Regions from separate parts of the Gossypium hirsutum genome. Here region 2 is linked to region 1. A link is a contact called in public Hi-C data. All regions are on one chromosome and are shown on one strand. Each heading gives the region's core, a stretch centred on a gene start, on an enhancer-like site or on the middle of the called end of the contact. The rest is flanking DNA. Distances are from core to core; before and after follow the strand shown.

Region 1 (6,082 bases), core at 2,011-4,510:
TGCTAATGGCGGTAATGGCACTTCTTGGCAACGATAGGAATCAATCTTATAGGTTCAAGATTTTAGATTTAGGGCTAAATATATTAGGGAAAAATGATAGCAAGGTGGTAGGAGAGATGGTCCAAGATCTTGTTGCAAAAAGAAAAGAAAAAGATGATAAATTAAGAGCTATGAGCCGTACAAAAATGGAGAAAGAAAGAAAAAATTGAAAGAGAAAAGGAGAGGAGAAGGATAGGGACAGCTAGGGTGGGAAGCATGAGATAAAAGTTGATAATTTTGTCTAAAAATAATATATATACCTAGGTCTAAGAGGGTATGGATGGCATACACAAAAAAAAAATGAGATTTTGCAAAATTTAATTATTTTGTAAGGGAAAAGATTCAAACTTGGGACCTTAATTTAATTTTCATACTTTCTCATATTTCTTTTAACCACTAATCTATTTCCTCATTCTTGAAATAATTTTGCGGTATTTATTTTTAAAATAAGGCGTGGCACATATTAGGATTTGATGCAAAATTTACAAAATAATGAAAATGGTGTGAGAGAAGGGATTTGAACTTGGGTTTCAAGGAATGTTTCACTAACAGTTACCCAACAAACCAATACCTCATATATTTCATAAAAACACACAGATAATCTCAAAAATTAGGGCATGACCACTCTCTCTTTCGATTCACAAACCAGGTTCTACTAACCCCCTATTTTTGGGATGTTACAATTCTCCACTCCTTAAAGAAATTTCGTTCTCGAAATTTTTCTTAGTCGCAAAATCCTATACTCCTTTCTTTAAACTGAGTTGCCACACTTTCGTTGTGTAACTCTGGTTTCCAATACAATTCCAAACACGCTTCTCTTAAATCCCAACAAATATCTCTTTAAGATCTAATTACAGAAATTTTACTATCGGATTCCTCTAGACCGATTCCAAATTTATTAAAAACTCTACTAACACTGAACAAACAAGTGAAGTCAGAATTAATCGATGCGAAGTACGATTTAGGAAATGTTCTCGCATTAACATTGGATGTGTCTTGGTCCTTGTGACGCCTAGCTGCATAAACTAGTGCTAGTTGTCTAACTTTAATTCTGATTGGACCCCTTGGAGGAAACTAACTAACCCTCTAATTTTGTGCCAGAGTTGCATCTATTTACTTGTCGAGGAGCATTCTTTCCCAACATTTCCCCAAATGGTGCTTATCTTAGTATCTACAAATCAAAACCCTAGCTGATCCAACAGTTTTGTAACAAACCGATTTTGGGCTTAGTCAGAACAGTGATTTCAGGACCACAATTTTGAAGTCAAGAAATTATTATTATTTTTATTTTGGTGTCATAGTATGATTATATGAGTGTATGAAAATTTTGGTGAATTAATTTTAGCATTGTGAGCCTAATTGCAAAAAAAAAGACTAAATCGCATAAAGGGAAAAAGTTGTGATTTGCTAGCCAAAGGTGTTAAATAGCTAGAGAGCCATAATTTGAGGTCTTTAAAGTGAAATTAGACCCTTAAAAGAAGCTTGGCCGACCGTAGGGACAAGATAAATCAATTGGTCAAATGGTTAGGTGAGTTGATGACTTAATATTGTCTAGAAATAAAATAAAGAGAAAAATGTTGTCATCTTTTTACTCTTCTTTCTTCCACCGATTTTTCCTCCAAGAAATAGCCATGGGAGCTTGAAACTTTCAGCCATTTATTCCTCTCTCAAGTAAGTGATTTAGATGGTTATTTTTTATGATTTTGGTACTTTTGGAACCCTTATAGCATGAGCTAACTAATGAAGAGACTATTTTGCAAAATGGTTGAGAGTCTAGGGTTTTCCTATGAAAGCATATATGTTGTTAACTGAAATTTTATGGAATAATATAAGTTATGGTTGTGAAATAAACAACTTTTGTGAAAGAACTTCTCATGAAAACCCTAATAGGATCATTTTGTAAAGATTGTAAAATAGATAGTAATGTGGTGAAATAATGGAAATTTTGGGATGTTATAAGAGTAAAAAGGGTTTGTCTAGGATTAAGGCATGAAGAAATTCGATAAAATTTGATTTTCGAGCCTAGGGATAAAATGTTCATTTTGTGAAAGTTTAGGGGCAAAATGGTCATTTTGCAAAAAAATATGAATTTTTGATTGTATAAATTTATCTAGTAATTAAATGGATGAATTTTTATTATTTTAGATCAAGAAACACAAAATTCGAACCTAGACCAGGGGAAGGCTATCCAAGTAGATTAAAACCGACTAGTCGCCTACATTTTGTAATCTGAGGTAAGTTGTATGTTAATAATGCAACTATATTGTTATGATTTGTGATTGAATTGATATTGCATAAATTGTTATGATTGTGAATATGAGTATGCACATTGAGAAATTAACGTAGTAAAGACTACCGGTTGAACTTTAGGAATAGATTTGGATATTCATGCCATGACATTGGGTGATATGTGTGCTAGTGTAAGACATGTCTGGCACATGCATTGGCTTTGAGACGAGAGCTAGTGTAAGACATGTTTGGGACATCCATTAGCCTCGAGATATACAAGCTAGTGTAAGACCTGTCTGGGACTTGGCGTCAGCTTATTGTGTGTCAGTGTAAGACCTGTTGTGTGTCGCAGTTGCCTTTGTTAATTTTAGGAAAATGTTCATCTAATTAAACCATCATTTATTAAGTTAAGTTAGCAGAACTGGAGTGGCTTTTAGAAAAAAACTCATTGCATGACACCGCCTTTGAAGAAAATTTTTTTGTTTATCTGGCTTATAGCTGAAAAACAAATAAAGTCCCCAATTATCAATTTAGCCGAGTGACATGCTCAATCCAATTTCAGCATATAATTAATATTCAATCCCAAGTATGAAAACCCCAAAACGAAAAGTTACCAAGCCAATTTTTATCTTCAGATTGATATTCGAGTCAGCTTCTTGTCCAATAGATCTGTTCGATTTTTAAAAACACTAATTTTGATTGATGAATGAACTTTTTTAATCTGGCTAGGTTCAACAAGCAGAGAGTAAAATTTGAAAATATAATTAATGGCTAGTGTTTTAATTTTGAGCGAGTGAATTTTGAATAGTATTTTATTTTCGGTATAAATATTGTTAGTATTTGACAAATATTATAAAAGGGAGAAGAAAGAAAATGGAAAAGAAAACAAAAAAAAATAAAGAGAAAAATAATATATAAGAAAAAAAATTAAAAATTATATTTTAAACGTCCAATGATGATATTTAAAGGGTAAATTATAAATTAGTGTAAAATGGATAAAAGATAGTTTATGTACCCTTGTCACCAAAAGAAAAGTTTAGTCAAGTTGGGGTAAATGATAAAAGATAATGGTAGAGGCAGATTGTTTCAATAAGTGAGAAGGGTGGTCAAAAAGTGGAGCGAAGAAAGTCTACGACGTTGAATCCTGGGTGATAGTGATAATCCCTCTTCCATCCATTTCCTCGGCGATTTCCTCCCTCTTTCTCTTGTAAATATGTATATATAAATTTTCTGTATTTTAAAATTCTTCTTTACAAACGAGATTAAAACTTACATAGCAAGGGCGCGTTACCTTCGATCACCCACTTTCTCTTTTCTCGATAAACCGCGTTCTTTTTTTTGTTTTGTTTTGGGCTTTTAACAGATCCTTAAATGAGTATAACTTCTGTCCTTGGAAAGGAGCTTTTTCTCAAGGGTTTTATATTTTGAGCTAAGAGAGAGAGTGAGTTGAACAGAGAAAAAGAAGAAAGAAAGCCAAGATTATGGCAGAGTCTAGGCGCGATGTCCTTACTAATCAACTTGGTACCTATATAATTGGCTCTTCTATATTCTATTTCATTTCTCCCCCCCCCCCGGGGGTCCCCCTAGTTTTTTACATTATCTTTTATTTGTGTTTCTAGTGAATGTTGAAATTTGCATGTTTTAACACCCTTTTTTTTATTGGTTTGGTTTACTAAAATGTAGTGCTCTTGCTTATACTTTAGTTTCTGTGGTGGGTTTTAAATTAATTTGTTCGAGACTATGGCTTCTCATTCGGGTTCTTTTATGCGGAAGAAGAGAAATGGTTAAGCAGAGGGGGTATTAATTTTGTTGAAAAGAGAGAGACTTAGGGTCAGAATTAAAAGGCAAATGAAGCTGTTTTGACTTTCTTCTTCTTTGGTACACAGAGCTTTGTATTAATCAAGAATCTTTTTTATTACGAAGTTAATGTGAGGGTTTGAGTAATTTGATGGTTTTTTACTTTTTGATATGAAGTTATATGCATAGATTTGAGCGAACTCTCTCATCTTGTTTGGTGCAGATATTGATCAAATACTCCTGGAAGCGCAGCATAGGTGGCTAAGACCAGCTGAAATATGTGAAATTCTTAGAAATTATAAGAAATTCCACATTTCTTCCGAACCAGCACATATGCCACCAAGTATGATCTTTGAATTGCATTGTAATGGTTCATGCTGTTAGATGATGATAGGTTGATAATTATCTTGACATCATGAAAATATTGCTCTTTTGATTCTGAAGTTCTATTTCTCCTGCCATTTAGGATAATATTATCATTTGCTTCTTTGAATATCTGCTCAATATCTTTCCCTTGTGGGATTGCAGCTTTCTTTTCTCAAATATTCCACGTCAATGTGCTGTCTTTCAATTCTTTTAATCCTTTTCCTAGGTAATGGAATTGTATTTGGATTCTGCTTCAGATAGAAAACCATTTATGATGTAAATACTATAGTTAAAATGTTCTCAAACAAACCATGTTACTATATTATTTCTTATTTTCTCATAATGCCATTCTTCTCTCTCTCTTTTTTTTTTTTTTTTTTGTGTGTGTGTGTGTGTGCGTTCAGTCCTCTGATTCCAGGGCGGGTAAAATTACATCATTAACTTGACATCTAAATTTAAATATCTAAATTTAAATAGCTTACTTTTTCCTAAAATCTGCTGATATCTTATTTCTCTATTATTCTGGGTTATTAATTTAGCCCCTTGGTTGATGGATAGCTTGCTGATTATTGATTACAAAATCACACAGTCCAGTGCTTGTCTTGGTGCATTTTTTAGATTACTTATTTTGGGTTAGATTCATCCTCTACAATAATGAGCAGAACAAGTTTGCTACTAGTAATTAATGGTTGTTTGATACTTAAAATATGCTAACATCCTGAATTCGGTTAGTGGCTGTTTTGATATTTAAAATATGCTAACATCCCAAATTGGATTGAAGGTCATTTTGATATTTAAACTATGCAAACATCCCAAATTTAATTATCCAACTGTTTCTGTTTTCAGGTGGTTCACTTTTTCTTTTTGATCGAAAGGTACTGAGATACTTTAGAAAGGATGGACATAACTGGAGGAAGAAAAAGGATGGGAAGACAGTGAAGGAAGCTCATGAGAGACTCAAGGTAAGAGTCAGTGTCATCTTGTCGTCTATGTTGAATTCTTTTGTGGTAAGAAAGAACACATTTTGTATGAAGTTTTCTTTGCTTCAAGTGAAAACCATTGGAAAGATGTTGATTTTTTTCAGGCAGGAAGCATTGATGTTCTGCATTGCTACTATGCTCATGGAGAAGAAAATGAAAATTTTCAAAGACGCAGTTATTGGATGCTTGAAGAGTGAGTCTTTATATGTTTATGGGCCATGTGGCGGTCATTGTTTTGACATTATTGTGTGTGCATTACATTTTCTATTTCAACAATTAAATTTAGCTTTAGTTATACTTGGTTATTTCACTCAATGAAATTATAGTTAGGTGTGATTTACAAAAAAATTCTTCCTCTACTTTGGAGTTGATAGTCTAAACTTATGTGATGGAGACACTGAGAGTTGAAGGCAATCATATTTTTTCTTGTTCCTGAAAATTACACACTCGTCCATTAATTTTTCTATTACTAAAATTTGAACCTAGAATTTATTTTCTTTCATGTCAGTTAAACCGATACACCAAGACAGTTTAGACTGTATTGAAAATTTTCTTTTGCTTATGCCTGTACTGAACTCGGTTTTATCCTCTTCTTTTCCATGATAGGATGCTTCTATGTTACATGCATTATTAATTCTGATATTTTGTTTCTACATTGAAAAGATGGCTGT
Region 2 (6,082 bases), core at 1,640-4,139, 710 kb before region 1:
GGAATATTACTTTTATGAAAGAATTATTATTGGGTTGGATATAATGATAATAATAATAATATTAAAGTAAAGTAAATAATAATACTATATATAAAAATATATATATGTATATAATAGAAATACACACTACTATATAATAATAATAAATACAGAAATACAAAAAGCAAATATAATAAAAATATTAAATTAAAGTAATAAAAAACAATATTATATATAAATATATATATACATAAAAATATACACTAATATATAATAATAATAGTAATAGCAAAAATAATAAAAATATGAGTAATATTAATAATATATGAGAATACAAAAGTAAAGTAATAACAATAGGGGTGATAATAATAATAATAATAATAATAATAATAATAATAATACAAACAATAATACATATATATAATAATAGTAGTCAGAAATAAAAAATAATAGAAGTAACAATAATGATAGTAATAATATAAATAAATATGGAGAGGATATATATAATATAATAATAATATAAATAATAGTAAAAATAATAAAATAATAAAATGTACTATTTTTTTTCTTTTTTATTTTTATATCTAAATATATGTATACTATTTTTGAAAGAAAAGAAAAAAAGAAAAAATGTTTATATGTACAAAAAAAAAGTGAAAATAAAAAGGAAAAAAGAAATAAAAACCTTAACGCGTTTGAATCTTTTCTTCTTCAATACTCGCTTTTTTTATTTCAGATTTACTTGCAAACTTTTTGCTTTTACATTCTTCTCTCTTTTTTTTTTGTATCAAAAAAACCTTTCAAAAATACAATTCTTTCCTCCTCTTTTTTTTTTTTTACAATGGACTTTTGATTTTGCTTTTATAGCCATCTTACATACATTTCTTATCATTCTATGTCTCTTCTCCATTTGATGGTGTAGATGCAAGTGGGAGACAAGGTGGTGGAGTAGGTGCAAGTGGGAGGCAAGGTGGTGGAGTAGGTGCAAGTGGGAGGCAAGGTGGCTAGGATTTTATCTTCTTTTTTTTAAAAAAAAAAATAAGTTTAGGATGTATTAGGCTAGGGTTTTTATTATTTGGGCTTAGTTTTGGGTCTGATTTTATAATTGGGTTTGTGAATTGAGTAGGATTTAGGTTTGATTTTAATTTGTTGGGCCGGGCAAATTTGAACCTCTACAATTGTGAAATGTAAAAGCTCGACAATTTATATATCAAATAATTCAATAAATAATTAAATGACTTGAAAATATTTTGTTTTTATGAGAAGAAAAAAAGCTATAACATAATGTAATTGTTCTAAATTGAGCTAATATCAAGAGTTAAAGTAAATATGTAAGCAAAATAAATATATATAGATTATGACACATTTATAATATGAGTGAAAATTTTATAAAAAAATTGATATAATAATAAAATATAATTTTGATTGAAATGATAAAATTAAAATATTAAAAAATTTAATATTTTGAATTCAAATTCAATAATATATAGATATTTTTTAAAATTTTACATGAAAAATAAAATTCACTTCAAATAATATCTCTACTATTTTGTTTAAACTTTTTAATTGAATTAGAACCGATACAATATATTTCGATTAATAAAAAACGATATTATACTATGATTATATAATTAGTATATTAAGGAATTTTAAAAAAAAAATCAACTCACAGAATAATTACCATATATTAATTTATTCTTTTAGAAAGTCTAAAATATTCCATAGCAACTATTCTAATCGCCGGTATAAGGATTTATATAATAATTTTTTGGAGAATCTAAAAATATTCCCCTAGCAACTTTTTATTTTATTTTTTGAATGGCCACAATGTTTTCTTTATTTTTTACATATTATATTTTATTTTTACCCATAGTGGATAACTAATTTTAAATTGTTAAATTTATTTATTCCCATCAATAATTTAACAAAAGGGGACTTTTCTTCGTATATTAGAAATTTTATCAAACACGTATGTATGTAAAAATAATGTATTTAAAATATAATGTTGTATCCTAGATGAGATCTTTATTTTACTTAATAAGAGATACAGAAGGGCCATAATTTAAGTTGATAACTTTGAAGTAGTACAAGCCTTGACTGATTTGGGATTAATCCAGAGATTATTGTGTTTAGAAGGACTCAACGTATCATCAAATCTGAAGGGTAGTGGAAGATCAATCACATACTGAGAAAGCAGAACTTGGTGATGGATTAACTTGTTAAACATAGCTTGAATTAGAAATCGATCTTACATGTCTTTGATGTGACATCTATAGAAATCTTAGAATTTTTACAAAAAGATAAAATAAATGGTACTTTTATGCATTTGATGTAATTCATCTTTCCTTTTCACCATTATATATATTTATATAATGGCGTGTTTAAAACTAATGCATAATAAATAATGAAACAGATAATTTAAAATTAATTAATAATAATACATGAAATATGTACTATATTAAAATAAATAAAATAGATTAAATTGTGAGTAAAACGAAATTTAAACACTTAAATATTTCAAATTAAGAATATTATGCGCACTATCATTGTTTATCACAGTGTTGTCATCAATTTTGAATTGATGGCAAGTTGACTTACGGCATTAACTCAACCAAGAATATTATCTATATACATAGCTTAGGTGAAAGAAAATATTTTATATAAAAATTTATTTTAAAATAAAATCAATTTATTTAAATATTATATAAAAATATAAAAAATTCATTAAAATAATATAAATATTTAAGAAAAAATATAAATTAAATTTTTTTCAATTAAATTAGTATATCATTAACCCGTAATATTATTTTAGCATGGGTTTAAATGATAGTAGGGAAAAGAAAAGGGATGAGAGGGATTATTTAGATTGCATGGGTGTCAACAGGTTAGAGGTGGGATTGGTGTGAGAAAAGGAGGCAGGCCTAAGCCTATTGGCTAAGAGATACTTGACTAAAACAGTCCATAAATTGCTGTGGTTGTGGCCCAACACCATACCATTTATTTTTATCTTTCAATAAAGAGCAAAAAACGAAATAAATCATTAATGGACTTCTCTTGTTTTTTTCTATCATGTTCAACCAATGCTCAGCTCAATCTTTTTGTCATCAATTAAAAAACAAATCATTTAGTAAATCTATCTAAGCTTGAGTATAATGTGTATGTAGATGGTATTTGGTAAAAGTATTAAGGAGATGTTTGTATATGGAGTTGTTTTTTATTCAAAAAATGAGTAAATTAGTCTTTTTATATTAGATAAAAGGGTAAATTAGTAATTTCAATTGAAAATTTCATCTATTTGTACAATTAAAGATTAGTGTGATTAACAAAATGATCAGATAGTAACATGTGACGTGCCATATATACTTTATGCTGTCATGGATGGATCAATTTTTAACAACATAAATAAATAAATTTTTTTAATAAAACTAATTTACTTTTTAATCATGTATATGAACTAATTAATCTAATTTTTTATTAAAAAAGTAAAAATTAATTTCACTTTTAATAGAAAATCTCTATAATAAATTTGCAGTGTGTCTTACTTCCACAATATTAAAGAATGAAGGCTTAGATTTTGACTTACCAGCTAAGGCTTCCCAATTTTGTAACACATTAAGAAATTATGAAAATTTATTAGGCCAGGTGAGGATCATCATTTAAAATTTTTAAAACGAAACGATTTCTATATTATCATTTGAATCATCAATATAAATAGATCAAATATAATTTTTTAATACATCTTAAATTTATATTAACGACATTTTTAATAAAATTTTGAGATTTTTTTTAAATTTTTATCAATAGAATAATTTTTTATATGTTAGATGTGAATTTTTATAATTGACATAACATCTTAAATAAAAGTTTAAGGATCTAAATAATGTTGTTAGAATTGAATCAAATCAATTGGTTAAATCAATCGAATTAAAAATCAATTAGTACATCGATTTAGATAAAATAATTGAATCAGTTTATGAGAAAATTGAGTAGAATAAGTAAAAAACCAAAATTAAGATAAAAATTGACGATATTTATAATTTTTAAAAAATATTTTATATTAATTTTTATGTTTTTTAATAAGTTAACAGAATCACAATTAAACTAATCAAATCAATTAAATAAAAAAATAAATGTTTAATTAATTTAACTATTGATTTTATTTTTAAAACATTAGGTGAAAGTGGTGCATCTTCGTGATTTTATGTATGCGTGAAGTTGGTAAAAGTATTTTGGAGGTCCTTATATTAAAAGTCATTTTGCCTTCCTACTTAAAAAAGGAAAATTAGTCCCTATATGTTATATCAAAGAGTAAATTGGTCCTTTATGTTAAAAATATCATCTATTTATACTATTAAAAATTGGCGTGATTGATGGAATAACCAGACAGTGACATATGGCGTGCCATGTGCACCTTATATTGATATACAAGAACGAATCTTTAAAAGTAAAAATGGATGAATTTTTTAGTAGAATGATCAACTAGCTTTTTAATTTAAATAACATGGATTAATTTGCTTGTTTTTTTGAGTTGAAGTGGTAAAATTCAATTCGACTTTTGATACAAAAGTTTTCAGGATGCATTTACCATGTCAAGTTTGATGTGATGCAATGTGAAGTTTATACGAACTAATTTAATAAGTCAACCTTTTAAATTTTACTTGAAGATAATTTGTTTAGCTCTTATAAAAGAAAATATTCTGTTAAACTTAATAAAATAAAAGTTCTACTTATGTAAAACCTGTGGCTAAATTAGGCCTAAAAGCTTTTAGGCCAGTTTTAAAATTAATTAGGGAAATAGATCGATTTTAGAAGAGAGAAATGGAAGTGCATCTAGCTGGGCAAGCTTTCTGCAGAGGTGGTAGTAAAACGAGCCTAGTTGGACGTGCTTTCTGGAATACTCATCTAGTTGGATGTGCTTTCCCTCAACAATCAAAAAGCAATGGCTTTTTGAACGTTGCCGTGCCAACGGTAAAAAAAATAAAAATAAAATTCCAACTGTAATTTTTTTACCTTATAAATTGCCCCAAAATTTCTTTTTTCTTTAATTCACATCCTTTTCTCAACTCTCGCAAACCCTCTCAAGTCTCTCAACTCTCTGGTTTTGATTGTGCTCAATATTTTCATTTAAAAATAATCTTTTATTAATTATCTCGTATTGTATTTGTTTAAAATCGATTTTTCATGAATGATTGCCTTTCTAATCCACTTCGACGACAAGCATATTTTTGCCACCTAGGAGTAATGGTAAGACGAAAATTTAAATTTCGTTAATTTTAATAATGTTAAATTTAATATTTTTTAATTTGAAATTATTTTTATTGTGTAAATAGGTGAATGATCGTGTTTTGGAGAGCTTTATTGATAATATGGGAAAGCATGCGATCCCTGAAATTCATGGCTACTTGTAAGTGGCTGGATTCTTACATGAGTCTCACATGTCCTGGGGCTGCAAACTCGATTTGGCACTAATCATCGCGTTGGTGGAAAGATGGAGGCCAAAGCACACTTCTCATCTTCCATGCAATGAGTATACAAACACACTCGAGGACGTAGTGCTGCAACTTGGTTTTCCAATGGATGGGCCAATAGTCATCACGGGATTAGCAATCATTTTGGGTAAGGTGAAACTTTATACAACACTACTAGGAAAGGTCCTGGACAAGTTCGAAGGTGTTTGGATATCGATCAACTAGTTGGAGAATAATTTCGACAAGCTCTTTGAAGATCGAATGGAGGAGGTCATAGAACAATACACCCCTAGCATAGATCAAGAGGTTAATCGAATGACAACAATGACTGGGTGGTGCGGCATGGGGAGCACATCAAGGTGTGGGATCGTAGGATGTAATCCATACCCATTTGTGAACCATTTTTCTCAATGGATATAGCGACAATTAATGATTAATTGGCATGGTTCAAAGCAGTCAGGAAGCCGTATCTACTACCACCAAACGCGTGAAATAGGAAAATTCGGGCGAAGAGGCAACGTCAATCACTGTAGCAGCGTAGGAGGGGACACGATCACATGACAAGTTCGTTATCCACTTCGACAGAAGATGCATTGCCTGTGGCTACGCAATGCCCGGGTAAGTTCACTCCAGTT

Evidence for each region. A called contact is a pair of places that touch in the nucleus more often than the background predicts.
Region 2: a contact with region 1 is called in a Hi-C map of leaf, with 3 times the contacts expected there. The contact joins the enhancer-like site here to the promoter of LOC107903621 in region 1. A contact is called at or near these places in 2 of 34 Hi-C or Micro-C datasets (callus and leaf).

The regions. Positions count from the first base shown.
Region 1 is chrA12:36,135,083-36,141,164 of Gossypium_hirsutum_v2.1, reverse strand. LOC107903621 (calmodulin-binding transcription activator 3) reads left to right here and starts at 3,260. Exons shown (of 13, transcript XM_016829714.2): 1 at 3,260-3,789; 2 at 4,289-4,408; 3 at 5,278-5,393; 4 at 5,516-5,604. The coding sequence starts at 3,750.
Region 2 is chrA12:36,844,123-36,850,204 of Gossypium_hirsutum_v2.1, reverse strand. No RefSeq gene overlaps it. Among protein-coding and RNA genes, the nearest start is that of LOC107934419, 13 kb to the left of the region's middle. Within about 2 kb of position 2,889, at least 2 of the 9 cell types and tissues checked have an H3K27ac peak or open chromatin away from gene starts, as enhancers often do. A contact at or near this core is called in leaf, where this site is marked.